2 separate regions of the Pan troglodytes genome follow, and region 2 is linked to region 1. A link is a contact called in public Hi-C data. All regions are on one chromosome and are shown on one strand. The core of a region is the stretch at or near the end of the contact, and the rest is flanking DNA. Distances in the headings are between cores, read along the strand shown. Region 1 has its middle 200 kb from the start of CTSO. Region 2 holds the start of PDGFC (platelet derived growth factor C).

Evidence for each region. Hi-C and Micro-C count contacts between places; a contact is called where the count stands out from the background.
Region 2: a Hi-C map of induced pluripotent stem cells shows a contact between it and region 1, with 1.7 times the contacts expected there. The contact joins the promoter of PDGFC here to the enhancer-like site in region 1. A contact is called at or near these places in 2 of 7 Hi-C or Micro-C datasets (induced pluripotent stem cells and stem cell-derived neural progenitor cells) and 1 of 1 datasets of contacts at active chromatin or transcription factors (stem cell-derived excitatory neurons).

The regions. Positions count from the first base shown.
Region 1 is chr3:157,965,650-157,972,327 of NHGRI_mPanTro3-v2.0_pri, forward strand. No RefSeq gene overlaps it. Among named protein-coding and RNA genes, the nearest start is that of CTSO, 200 kb to the left of the region's middle. Within about 2 kb of position 4,997, at least 9 of the 24 cell types and tissues checked have an H3K27ac peak or open chromatin away from gene starts, as enhancers often do. A contact at or near this core is called in induced pluripotent stem cells, where this site is marked.
Region 2 is chr3:158,770,808-158,777,790 of NHGRI_mPanTro3-v2.0_pri, forward strand. PDGFC (platelet derived growth factor C) reads right to left here and starts at 2,917. Exons shown (of 7, transcript XM_063809961.1): 1 at 2,729-2,917; 2 at 1,748-1,981. The coding sequence starts at 1,865.

The DNA.
Region 1 (6,678 bases), core at 3,747-6,246:
TTAAAATATAATTACGGCATTTTCCACATATAAACAAATTCCTTTCACTCCACACCAGATGAATGTGTGCAAGGCTCTGTGTTATATTTCATACTAATTAACGACAAATTAAACTTGGAGCCTAATTTGTATTTATTCACATACCAAACACATTTGAATGTTTTAGATATCCCAGGTGAGCATATAAGGTATTGGAGATACAAAGTTGAAGGAAATAGATATGGTTCTTGTCCGGATGGATCTTCCAATTTAGAGAGAGACAGGATATATATGTATATAAATCAACAGAATACTTAATGGTGGATATCATGTACTATAAAGGAGCTAAACAATAAGACAATAGGGAAAAGAGAACAATCACTCAGTGAGTAAGCCACTGCCTTTGAGGGCATGGTCAGAAAGCCTCTCTGAGTGCACCAAATTTAAGGTAAGACTTAAAAGCTGAAGAAGGAGTCAGCCTAGTGAAAATATGAAGATTATGGGTTGGCCATTCTAAATACAAGGATCAGTAGATATTTATATAAAGGGTCTGATATGGAAGAATGTATGGTGTCTTTCAGTTTCTTTCAGAATTAGGAAGATCAGAATTAGGGAGGGTAGAGTAGCATAAGAGAATGTGTTTGTGGTGGTAAGATCACTCAAGATGTAAGCCATGGCTAATAATATAGATTTTATAGTATAAAAGCAGTAAGAAGCCATTTTAAACAGGATAGTAATGTGATTTGTTTTATATTTCAAAAAGATTACTCTGCTTCCTGTGTAGACGGTGGAGTGGTGGGAGACAAAGGTGGAAAGGAGGGAGTCTAAATAGATAAGTAGGTTTTCAGCGTTCTGAGGAACAGACAATGATGACATTGACTATGATTATGATCCTGAGTTTGAGAGAAGCAGACAGATTCAAAAATACTTTGTAGGTAGAACAATTAGGATATATCGATATATTAGATGTGGGTTTTTTTAAAAAAGGAGAAATCAAAAGGTAATACATAAGTGTTTGTTTTTGTCTTTTTTGATTTGAGCAATTGGGTGAATACTGGTACAGTTTAGAGTAAAATAGAAGACTGGACCAGGCTTAAGAGATATAAAGGAATGAAATATTTAGTTTTGGTTATGTTTATTTAAAGATGTCCTTTAGAAAATAGGCAGTTGGGTTTAAGAGTCTGAAGCTTAGAACAGGAAACACATTCTGATAATGACCACATTTATATTTGTAGAGGCTGGGAGAGACAAGGAAAATTTATATTCCTCAAAAGCAGCGATCTATCAGTCTCAGCTTTTGTGATTTTAAATGTCTGGTATTTTTTCCACAAAGGAAGATGCTTGTTTCTCAACAAGTTTTATCTCAGGTCTGATACCACTGCTTCATACCATCCTACTTAATTAATGACTCCGTAGATGAAAATCGTAGGGGACATATAACATTTTTTCATCAAATGCTGTTTTGTGTTTACCTCATACCTCAGGATTTCTATGCAACTTGGAAAATTAGTGTCTTTGTTAATATGACAAATGAATATTAACCTACACAATACTTCCAGACATGTTCTTATGACTGAGAAGTAAATCTTTAATTCCATATAATCAGTTCTCCTTTATCATATCAGAAAACTCGTCTTCATTCTGGAAATTATATTATTTTTCAGGTTTTTATTCTGAATATCTTATATAAAATAAAACAACAAAGTTTAGTAAAATTCTGTCTTAAAATGTAAGTGGATTCTATTCATAGAAAATGTGGGATGTATTGTTACTAGAGTAATTTAAAAAATAGTATTTTCAGTCAGCTTTCTACCAGTTATTGTAAAAAAAAAAAAAAGGTAGGGGGGGGAGAGTGATATTTTCTTAATAGGTGGGGAGTTGACTGATTCCATACAACGTGAACAATTGTCATGGGCTGAGAAAGTTCCAAATAATCACCAGGACTCTCATTTTCAACTCTCCCACCCTCGCGTAGAAGAATAAACAAACAAACAAACAATAACAAATTTTAGACTGCCATCATTGGAGAATGAGTCTGGCTAAAACACAGGAGCCAATCACCAATTATCATGAATATTGGGTTTTACTTTGATATTGCATTTTCATATGTGGCTTATAGAACCTTTTCATTACTTTATATCAATGATCAACAGATGTCTTCTACAAAGAGCCAGATAGCAAATGTTTGAGGCTTTTCTGGCCATATGGTCTCTCACAACTATGCAACTCTACCACTGTGGTTTTGAGCCAGTGAATTTAGGTGGCGAAGTGTGGCTTAAGATGCTCCATTTTCTTGAGATTTTTCTAGAGAAATAGGTAAGTTTTACATTGAGTCCTACTAAGAAATTATGATGCAGAGTCACCTTTTAGCTATCACTGCAGAGAAAAGTTATCATGATTCACCTTGTCTTGAGAAATTATCAGGTATGGGAAGTACTGAGACTGAATATTATTATTACACAAGGTGGATTTGCAAAATTTCCACCATTGGAACTAGAAAATAGAGGATAAATACTACACTCCTATTTTATCTGAACTGATATGCATGAGTCAGTCAAAAATTAAATTCATTTCTAGAAAATGTTTTAGAATGTCTCATCATACAACAGCCACAAGATTCTCTTTAAATGTTGGCTTCAAAATGCAGATGAAAGATAATCATTTCAAACATACCTCTAGATCACTTGGTGATTTTCCATTTTCTTGTTCTACTTCTTCTCTAAGATGCCTGAAAAAGTTTGATTTTGGCTAGTTGTCTGTTTTCTCCATTTGTCCTACTGTTTGTCCTTCAGTATTTATTCTGCCTCTTAAGATTCTTGGTTTCCTGATTTCTGGTAGTGACCTGATCTTGTGTATATTTCAAACTTACAAGCACACATTCACAGGAGTTAGGACTCTGCGATCAATTGATATAATATTAATAGGATGCTTTTTACTGAGCCCCATGATTCTCTGTATCTATTATAATTTTCCAATAGATTTTGGAACCAGAAATAGCTTACAAGTTAATGAGAAGTCTTATAAACAAATCAATAATCACAATACATTCTAATAAATGTATGATACATGTTTGATCTAAGATTTTCATTTTGCATAGGTCGATTAAAAGTGACTGTTATAATATTTTGTGCATACTTATAAATGGGACTCTACATATCTAAGCCTGTGCATCTCCTAAGGACCAAAGTATCATATGGAATTTCTTCCCAGATATCAGTAACAGAATATTAGGGACAAAAGAAACTCAGTATTTGGATGGCTTCTTGAAACTACTCTCTCTGGTATTGTAATTGGTAGGGGTCAGATTTACTGAAAGTTGGAGAGTATCGATTGATAAGAGTACAAAAGAGTAACTAACCAGGGGCATATTCATTAGTTAGAGCTTGGGAGTGGCTTTGCTGGGTTGTTCTGGTTCCGAATTTCTCGTGAGCTTGCAGATAAGATGGTGGCCCACACTTCAATCATTTTGTGATTTAATTGAGAAACGATGGTCCACTTCTCAGATGGATAATTCACATGGCTGTTGGCAGGAGCCTCCATTTATGTTGGCTTTTGGCAGGAGGCTTTAATTCCTCATTGTCTGTTGACAGGAGGTCTTAATTCTTTGCTTCATGGGTTTCCCCATAGGGTTTCTTGAGTGTTCTCATAATATGGCAACTGGCTTCCTTCTGAGATAATGATCTGAGAGAAGGAGAACGAGTAAAGGATGATGCCACAGAACACACTGTCACTTTCACAATCTGCAATTATTTACACAACTTAGTCTGATTCAACCACACAAGGGCATGGAGTAGGGAAACTTTGAAGGCTATCTTGGAGGCTGGCCTACCTTAGTGGGGTTAGAATAATGGCAGGGTAGAAGAGGTATATGAGTGCAATATGCAAAAGATAGTGATTTACATGAATAGATTTTTATGGCAGTAAAGAAAAACTGGAAAAAATACACAGAATTCAGACTGGAGGCTTGCCAGAAGAAAACTATAAAAGGAAAACTTAACAGGTTAAGAGGTTACTGGAAATAATTGTCATTGCTATTGGGGAAAACACCCAAATATTTAATATTGTTTTCAAATCGTCACATGGTCCAAATATTAGCTTGCTCTTAAGCACCATCTGCTAGGATGCTTCGGTATTGCTGTCTCTCTATGCCAGACACATTGATTGGCCTCCTTGAAGATCATTAAATAAGTATGTTCCTGCCTTTAAACATGTGCCCTACATTTGGAATGCCCTTTCCCACCCCTTTACCTAATTATCCTCTATTCAGCCATCATACTAAGCTCAAGCACCAGCTCCTTCAGGCATAACCTTTGGTCTCAGGTTGTCTAGCTATTTTCTCATGTATGACTATATCTATTACTGTCATCATCATCATCATCATCATCATCATTATCATTTCAGGGACATTTTTAATGTTTTTAATTATACAACTATCAGTGTCCTTAATCTCTAAACTAAAGTTTAAGCTATATAAGAAAAAAGAATCACATCTGACTATTCCATGTGCCAAGCACAGTGCCTGGTAAATTAGAAGGACTTAGTCATTTTTCATTTAAAGAGGCACTTAGTCATTTCTCACTTCAAGAATAAATACACTATTCCCTGAGATAGATGATAAGGATACGAATTAGTGTGATAGTAAGAAGGTAGAAAGTAGACGGCACATTCAAAACAGATGTTAAATCAAGGCCAAGGCATGAAGGAAAGTGAGTCATCAAGAATAATGATAAATACCTGATATTTTAAAACTGAACAACAGCAAAAGATTATAGGATGAAATAACAATATAAAATGAAGGCGTTAACTTTGAGAATTTTATTAATCAGACCCCAACCAGGAACACAGAAAATACACTGTGTTAATTTCTATGTATTGCCCTTACCTCCAAATTGACCCCTCAGTGCCTGTTCTGAAGTAATGGACTGATTGCTTTAAACATTTCTCTTTAAGCACAGCACCATGTTAAGCTTTGTCAATAGAGGGCACTGGAGTCACATTACAGAAGGAAGGGGCTTCTCTTCCCAGTTTTGGCTGTTTTGCTTTGGATTTTCAGCCCTCTCTGGCTCCTGCTGCAGTCCTGCTGTGTGGGTGTGTAAGAACATTCAGTGATGCCTTGTCCAGCCACACACCCAGAAGGCAAAATGTGTCAGTGACCTCATAGGCCCTGCCTAAGCCCTGTGACTACCTTCCCAAGGCTTCTTATCTCCACCCTAACATACTGACGCTGCATGCTCCAAGCCCATAACACCCACAGAGTATCCAGATTTCCTCTGTGTACTTGCCGACCAACCTGGCTTGCCAGCACCCTGGAGGTTTATCTCTTTCTTGTGTGATGAATGCAGACCAGCTTTGTCCCAGCCAACCTAACAAACTTCTCTGCTATTCCATGAGCTGCAAACATGCTTTCTCCAAGATGAGAACTCAGCCCTGAAGAGGGTCCCACCTTCTAAGTTTGTCCTTCCTTTGAAAGTCAGCTTCAGCATAGGGTTCCCTTTAGAATTGCTTCTGTATCTTTATAGTTGCTTTCCTATCATAGTTTAATAATTATTTCATATTAAATTCCTGTTAAATTTACGGCGTGGTTTATCTTTCCTAGCAAAATTAAAGAATATTACCAACTTACTATGAAAATAAAGAACATTTCATGCAGGGAACTGGTCATGCAACTCTGAAGAGCTGAGAAGCCAAATGTAGGCCTCTGAGGCAACTCATAAATTAGCATCTGCAAGAAGTTGCTACCTTTTGAAGTCAGCAGGGACAAGAGAAGAGGCAGTGTTACAAGGGCCAAGATGACACATTGGAAGAAAACTATGTCAACCTCTCTGGCAAAATCTAGAGCTACAGAGGAGAGGCCATTGCTATCAGAGTCCCTGTCTGGCTTTTCCTTTTCTTCATCTGACAATTTCCTGTAGGTGGCTCCCATTGTTTGAAACCAGCTGGCAACCAGCTTACAAGGGAACCCAAGAATGCATCTCGGAGACGGCCATCTGCAGAACACTGCAGATTAGGTGGAAGCTGAAGAATGGATACCAGAGCAAAAAGACCAAAGACTGGCAGAGATTAACTCAGGTTTATGCATTAACAACCAGCTTCCCAGGAGAGCAATGTCCTTTGTTGTAATGTTTTTCTGCGTTTCTGATGTAACTATTCTTACTATGGGTGGTTTCAAGAAGCAAACATGAACATCACTAGACCCTAAGTCTGGAAGGAATGCACCTCAGCACACCATGTATAGTAGTTCCACTATATTCAATGAATTTTTTTAAGTATAGATATTGGCATCTTGAAGAAACTGCTTGTAATGATCAGCAATACCATTCATTTAATAACAAAGTTTCTTTAAAACTTCAGAAGCTGATATCTAGATATTACAATGAAAGCTAAACAATTCAAAAGCAACAAGTTAATCCACAATTTTAAAGTATGCATGGTTACAGAGGACATGCTCCTAGACACTGATAGTAACCAAAGAGAGGAGGGTAAAAGGGAACTTGCTTGTGGTCGTTTATAGTTTACCTGCTTCTTCTGAAATATTATTCTCAGCCCTCCATGCAGACATAATCTGGGCAAGAGATGAAAAACAAATATGGCAGGGGCTGCTAATTTCACTTTTGATTGATATAATCGGAGGGGAAAGCTAGGCCGTTTATTTTTCTACGTTCTAACTGTTACTTTATTCCCTTACTCTGGAGATGGAGG
Region 2 (6,983 bases), core at 1,667-4,166, 800 kb after region 1:
AAGAGAAGCACAGGTCAGCAAAGAGATTCGGGCAGATGCCAAGAGAGGCTTGATAAGACAAGGCAATAGGAGAAATGATATGGGACAGGAACAATAAAAAACAGAAGCCAGGAAGCCAGGAATATTGTGCATTGTTGTCATTATGGAGGAGCTTGGCTAGTAAGAAGCAATATTTTGAACTGGACATTTATTTTACATGAGAAAGAACAAAGGTTGGTCTGATGTGTTTCCTGCACGGGTACAGCTGGTGCTGTGGCTCCTTTGATCACTTTCCCCCAGACCTCTGCAGCTACTGTGATTAGAGATACATCCCTAGGCTGCCCTTTGATCAGCAGCTCAAGGAGTCTGCAGGTGCCATGTGGCATCACATTAGCAAGTTGTAAGAAGCACCACACTAATATTAGCTGATAAATGTGATACTATGTCTTGCTGCGCAACAGCAAATACAAATAACGTTTGCAAAAGTCAGCAGAATCCTTATTTTATCTACTTTTATACCCTAAAACTTTCTGTGCTTTCTTAAACATGAACACTTCATAGAGTTTAAATTCAAAGTTGAAGTCTTGAAACACCCCAATATGAAAAGGAGAAAAAATCACTCTGACTTAAAACTATAGCACATCCTATCTTAATTTTGTAGGTATGCCACTTGTGTTCATTTTGCATGGTTAATCAAGTGACAGAATCCTTGCATTCTGAATAGATGATATACAAAGCAGTAAAAACATGTATATTCCTTTTCAAATTACAGTAAGAGCCACCACTTGTAAACAGGGCGTTAAATATTCCAATTTTAGACAGCCTACATGAACATTGTGGTTTCATGTGCAGTATAAAATTTCTATTTACAAAGTATTCTCAAAAATGACTTCATAATGTTAGATGAAGAGAAAAAGAGTTTAGAAATTGAATGATGTAAATCATATGGGTTCAGAGGCTAAGCAAATTACACACCCTGAAGCTGCCCTGGCTTTATGAAAGGAGCCTTTCTCCAGCTCTGTGCAATCCCAGCCCAAGGGAACTTGCATCTGAGAGTTTTCTAAACATTTCAGGTACACTTGAAAGCTGAAAGTAATTCTCATTTCCTATGCAGGATTAAGTCGTTTCCAGCACACACAAAATAGCAGTCATTCACCAACACATACAAAAACACACCACCAGAAAGGTAAGGACTTCAGAGTACAAAGGCAAGTTTAAAAAACAAAAAACTAGGGAGCAAGAGAAATACACTTTTTAATTCCTCTAAAAACGACCACACAGCCTCTTGACCTCTATATTTCCTATCTACTCATTGATTAATTGATGACTTCGACCTAGAATGCTTCAATTAATGCGGCTGATACATTCCCTGACCGACCCCCCTCGCCCTCCCCAAATCTGAGTAAAGTCAAACATGCCAAGGCTCATTCATTTTGGATTCGTTTTTAGAGGCAGTTCTTGAACTTCTAACTTTGGCAATGAGCGAACCTGCAATGTGCATTTGAAATGACGTTCACAATCGCTCCCAGAATGTCCTCACTCTGCAATGGCACTCACGTTGCCCTCTTGGAGCTTTGTGGCAGCTCCCGAAGTTGCAAACTACACTTAACCTTTAACAGTCCATGCCAATGAACGCAGCGCACATTTGCATGTAAAGAGAGACCAACGATACCTTCACAGTCTGGTATACATCACATACCAACGCACAATGCCAACGTTAACACACACAGCGAGAAACAAGCAGGGGGAGAATGGGGGAAAGACTCACCGTTCTGTTCCTTGTTGCTGGAAAACTGGAATTTACTACTCAGGTTGGATTCCGCCTGAGTCCCCTGTCTCTGGCCGGCCAGGGCAGATGTCAGCAGGAGAAGCCCGAAGAGGCTCATTTGGCTGACTGGGGTGAGAGCTCACTCACGGCGGGCACTTTGGAAGCAGCGACTCCCGAGTCTCTTTCACCACCGCCAGGGGAAGGCTGCACTGGGGTGGAAGCGCCGAGCCTGCTCTGGCAGCAGAGAATCGCAGGGTAGTTTCCACATAATCCCATCCAAAACTTTTTCCTAGAGCCCTCTTCTGTGTCTCCAGTTTTTGAAAAGGATCAAAGCAAAACCTGGACCTGAACCAGTTTCCCAAGGTTTAAACAAATCCTGAGCTGTGGCGAAGTGGTGGGGGTGGGGGTGAAGGCGAGGGAGGAATGAGGGGGTGGGGACGCGGGGGAGCGGCGAGAAGTCCCCAGCAAGTTGCTGGGAGCACCTGTCAGTTCGGGGGACAGGACAGAGGCGAAAACTCAAGGGTTGCCCGCAGCCAGACTGGAAGCCAAGTCGGCGGCGAGCAGTTTCTGATCAATAACAAAGCTGCCAATAGATGCGGCTCTCCGGGCGCCCCTCTCCCCCGCCCCACCCCCCACCCCCGAAGGGGGAGGGGGAAGAAACAAGGCGAGGGCGCCGCGGCGTGTCCCACGGGCCGGGGCGCCGGAGCGGGGCCGGGGGGCTCCGGGCCGACGGCGGCCCGGGCGCAGGCGGAGAGAGGCCGCGGGGCTCCCGCTCCTCAGCCCGGAGCGCAGTTGGCCCCGGGTTCGGAGCGCCGCAGCACGGATTCCGGCACCTGGCTTGAGTTTTCCGCGACCAAAGTTCACCTTGTTCGGGCTCGTCCCCCGCTCCTCAAAGCCTGGGGCAATTCGGCCGCCCGGGGTCACCGCGGGGCTCCGGTTGTTCCCCGTCCCCTCCCCCCACGCCTCGGGCTCCGCGCTAACCTCGGGGCTACGCGCGGCGTCTCCGCACGGGGTGAAGAGGGAAGGCCGGGGCGGCCGGGAGGATCCGGCTTGTCCCCTCCCCTTTTCTACCTTCCCCCCGCCGGGCGGCAGACAGGAGGTGGGGGCCGTGGGCCGAGCCCGGGCGGAGCGCGCGCCTGGCGAGCGGGGGCGGCTCAGCGGCTCTCCCGCAGGCGGCCGATGGGGCGGGCGGGGGTCAGCGCCTCTGGGAGGGGCAGCCCTGGGACGCGTCCGCGCGAGCGGGCTTGGCCGCCCACTGGCTGTCAACAGGTGCTGCGCAGACAGGGGGTGCTGCGGGACTCGCTGTGGGCAAGACCCCGGTGGCCCAGGAGAGGAACGCGGCCAAGGCGGCCCCTGCTTTCCCTTCCACGGAACACCTCTAACCCCAAATACAGAGCACGATGGGTGGTGAAGGGTGCTGCAGAAGCAAGAAGTGGGAAAGAACTTCCTGCAGCTCTCCTTCTCCCGCCCCCTGTCGCCTGACTTGTCATTAGTTTCCAGGAGGGCTCCCCACTCCCTAAGGTCTTTGCTGGGACCCTTGGCCAGAGTTTCAGAACAGAAGGAAGAAGGGAAATGAATTCAAAGGCTTTCCTCCAATTTCCAGCTCCCTAAAGCAGGACAGATAAAGCAAAAGTAAAGGCAGCCAAAATAACATTCATTTAACAAGTACTATATTTACTGAATGCCTACTATGTCGGGCACTGTTTAGAGGTTGGAGCCGCAGCAGTGAAAACAGACAAAAGTCCCTGCCCTCGTGAAGCATACGTAGTAGTTGGGCAGCATTAAGCTAATAGCAAGCTCTTCTGAGAATGATGTCTAAGGGACTCAGAATGATCCTGCAACCTTGGACTTTCCTACAATACAGCCTCTAACAAAACTAGGCTGCCCTGAACCCCTGGTGATAGAATTGTTTACATTTACACCAAAAAGGTCAAGAAAGAACTGAAATCTGTATGTGGCTTGTGTTCAGGCTGACTTGGAGAGAGAGGCCGATGCTTTAAGACCTAAAGTTCTCATGAGGTAGTCTGAAATGAAACACACATGCCAAGCAGGGCTTATGGTGGTTCCATGTCTGCTAAATATGTCTGTGACAGGATCCAACGTGCTTTCTTTGGGGAGAAGCAGAAAATCATTGTCAATGTGTTAAAGGCACAAGCAGAGAGTCAGAAAAGTTGAATTTTAAAATGAAGCTATTTTTGAGTAATAATCAAAATGGAAACAAGGAAGTGCCATGGCAGGCAAATCAGCAATATCACCCAACTTCTTGTGGAAAAAAAGTCAATGCAAACAATTCGACCATCAAGAACACTTGGGCTGGAACAGAAAACCAAAATAGCAATGTCCCTGAAACTAAGGAGTGGCATTTGGGCAAGAACATATTCTTACTGGACCAAACCAGGGGCTGATCCTTCTTCAGTGGTGAGGAAAATGCCAAGCCCTCTTCTTATACGCGAACACCAACTGGGGCCAACCAACCAGACCTTTCTGCTTGGAATATCCTAGTCTTCTTGTTTTTCCCTTTTAGAAACCTTTGAAAACTTCACCCATCTGTCTCATTCTTGAAAATTTCACCCGCCTGTCTCATTCATTCATTCTTATCCCTTTACCACTTCTATCTACAGAGTACTAAATATACACTAAAGGCAATTAAGGCCTGATCTTTGACTTTAAGGGATTTACAGTTTAGTGGACAGAAGGTTTTTTATCAAGTATGGTATTTTATTCGAGTTAGCAGCTCCACAACACCAGTGTGACTCCATATTTGCATAATGTGTTCCAAAAATATTTTGTAAATTTGTGAGGGTGAAGGGTTATTCCCAATTTTAACAACATAATGGGACTTAAATAAAGGGCATGCCTTATGAATCCATTGTAATCTATTTTTCATAAAATTCGTTATTCTCCAGTTTTTCTAATTTTGTAAGTTTAGTTTTCTAATCAGCACTTTTCTAAATGAAGTTGTTATATGTCCATATAGTTGAGTTTCCTGACCACCCACATAGAGGTGGGGTGTGTTTGTGTGTGTGTGTGTGTGTGTGTGTGTCTGCAAATGTAATCCATTTGCTCTCAGGAGATTGGAAGGGTGATGACTACTCTTTATTTTGTATCATTTCATATTGGCTAGAATATTGCTTGGCACAGGGGGATAATAAATAAACACTCTTGACTGACTGACAGGTTTCTTTATTGGAGTCACTTACATTCTCCCTGGAATTTCAGTGCGATAGTTGTATTTGAAAAGTTACAGATGATCTAGAATAATACTCTACCTCTGCGTTTCACCTCATCCATATTCTACAGATTGATTTGACAATCACCTTATAAATAAAGTCAGCCAGGTGTTCCTGAATGACCCCTAGACAAAATCACATCCACATTGGCCAATTTCCTTTCAATGTACTTGCATTGTCATTTCTTGAACTGCTCTTACCCTTGACGTAGTTGATTCTTTTAACACATTATCCTCTGCCTGTCTTCCTGCTCTATTTTGCTTGTTAACCTTTTCTAGAAAAATGAAATCTTTGCATTGAAAGTAAATTTTATATAATCCAGAGTCTGTGCAATTACTAAACAATATATTTTAAATGAATATGGCTTTGTTTTGGCCAAAGGCATTTTCCTTGATGAAAGGCATCTGTTCCGCCAACCAAGAGAAAATAATTTCAAACATTCTTTGTGGTTTTCATGTTTTCTTAAACCTTAAGAAGGAGTGCCCATTGCTGCTGCATGCATGAAGAGTATTACCACAAATTCTTACTAAAGAATACACTTGGTGGTTAACAATGATAATTTGGGGGAGGGGGTGTCACTACTAAATGTTTTTAAGTGAAATAAGATTTTAAAGCAACCTACTCCTTTAGCTAGCCACTTAACACTCAAAGGGGCGGGAACCATGGGGACATATTTTTGCCACCAAAAAAAAAAAATCTACGTTTTCTTGCTCTTTATTTTTCTATTTTGATCCTAACACACACACACGTGCATGCACACACACACAGAGGCATATGTGCAAAGTTATTTTAAGACTTTTCAGTATTTTAGTGGCAGATAATTGAGCATGATTTCCTGAAGTTCAGAAAGCTTTCTTCTACTTAAATACTCATTGTGTTTTGAGAATGGCTGACAAGTAACAAATATATATAAGGCAGAACTGGAGATATCATTAGTAGGCAAAGTAAATGTCCACAGACCACAGCAGGAATAAAGACTGTGTTAGGAAAAAAATAAATAAATAAATAAATGAAGTCAGTAGTCTGTCTTAGAGTCATCCTCTTCTCTTTCCACTTTTCCCACTACCTCATCTTGAGAAATACGACCTTGCTATCTCTAGGTTACGAAGATATATATCAATACTCTGTTTTTCCAACCAAGAAATGAGACACTTTTCATTACATCTTATTCTTCTAGCATCAGGTAACTTTTACCTCCCCAGTGTATCAACTGCTAATCTGAGAAGGGTTTACCTGCTGAGGCTGAGGGTAGAGGGTTTTGCTAAGGCTCTGCTCTAGAAGAAGACACACTTTGTCATTCTGACTTTCCTGGGGAATGGATTTGGAGGATGGGGAGTTAAGAGAAGTGTGGCCTGCAGAAATGGACTTTAGTTGGCTCTCTGTGGCCTTTTCCTTTGAAGTAAAACTGCTATTTCCTTATTGAAATCATGGCTTAGTATGCATAGATTTTTCCAAAATCTTAGAAGTGTTCGTCTGACTCAGAACTCAGAGGGAGTAACTAGCCAGAAACAGCCGTAAAGAAAGAGAAGCCCTAGTAACCTTTGAACCACCACAACAAAAGATCATTTCACTGGGAGATGGGAGGTCAGGGGCTTAGTCTGGCTTTACCACTAATAAACAGTACAACCTTGATCTAGAAATCTTCTCTGCCCCTCAGTTTCCTTTTCCTTACATGAGGAATCGCCACTGGCTTCTGTCTTGATCCCCCTACTGCTTTAGAAATTCTCTGAGCTATTATAGATAATGATGGCAAGACTTTTTCATCTTCAGTGTGCTTCTGTGATAAAAAAATTACTAGCACAAGTTTCCTAGCCTCATATCAGAGATGTCTTCGTGGCTGGCAAAAGAGATAATGAACAGGTGCTTCTTTCTAAACTTGCTCAACTAGAGTAGTACTATTGTATCTGTTATTGCCATAGTTTGAAAAAACAAGTTCTAATGGTAATCGAAAAGAAGAGGGGACAGAGCTTGGAAATCACTGGCTAGGGCAAGTATACAGGAATATC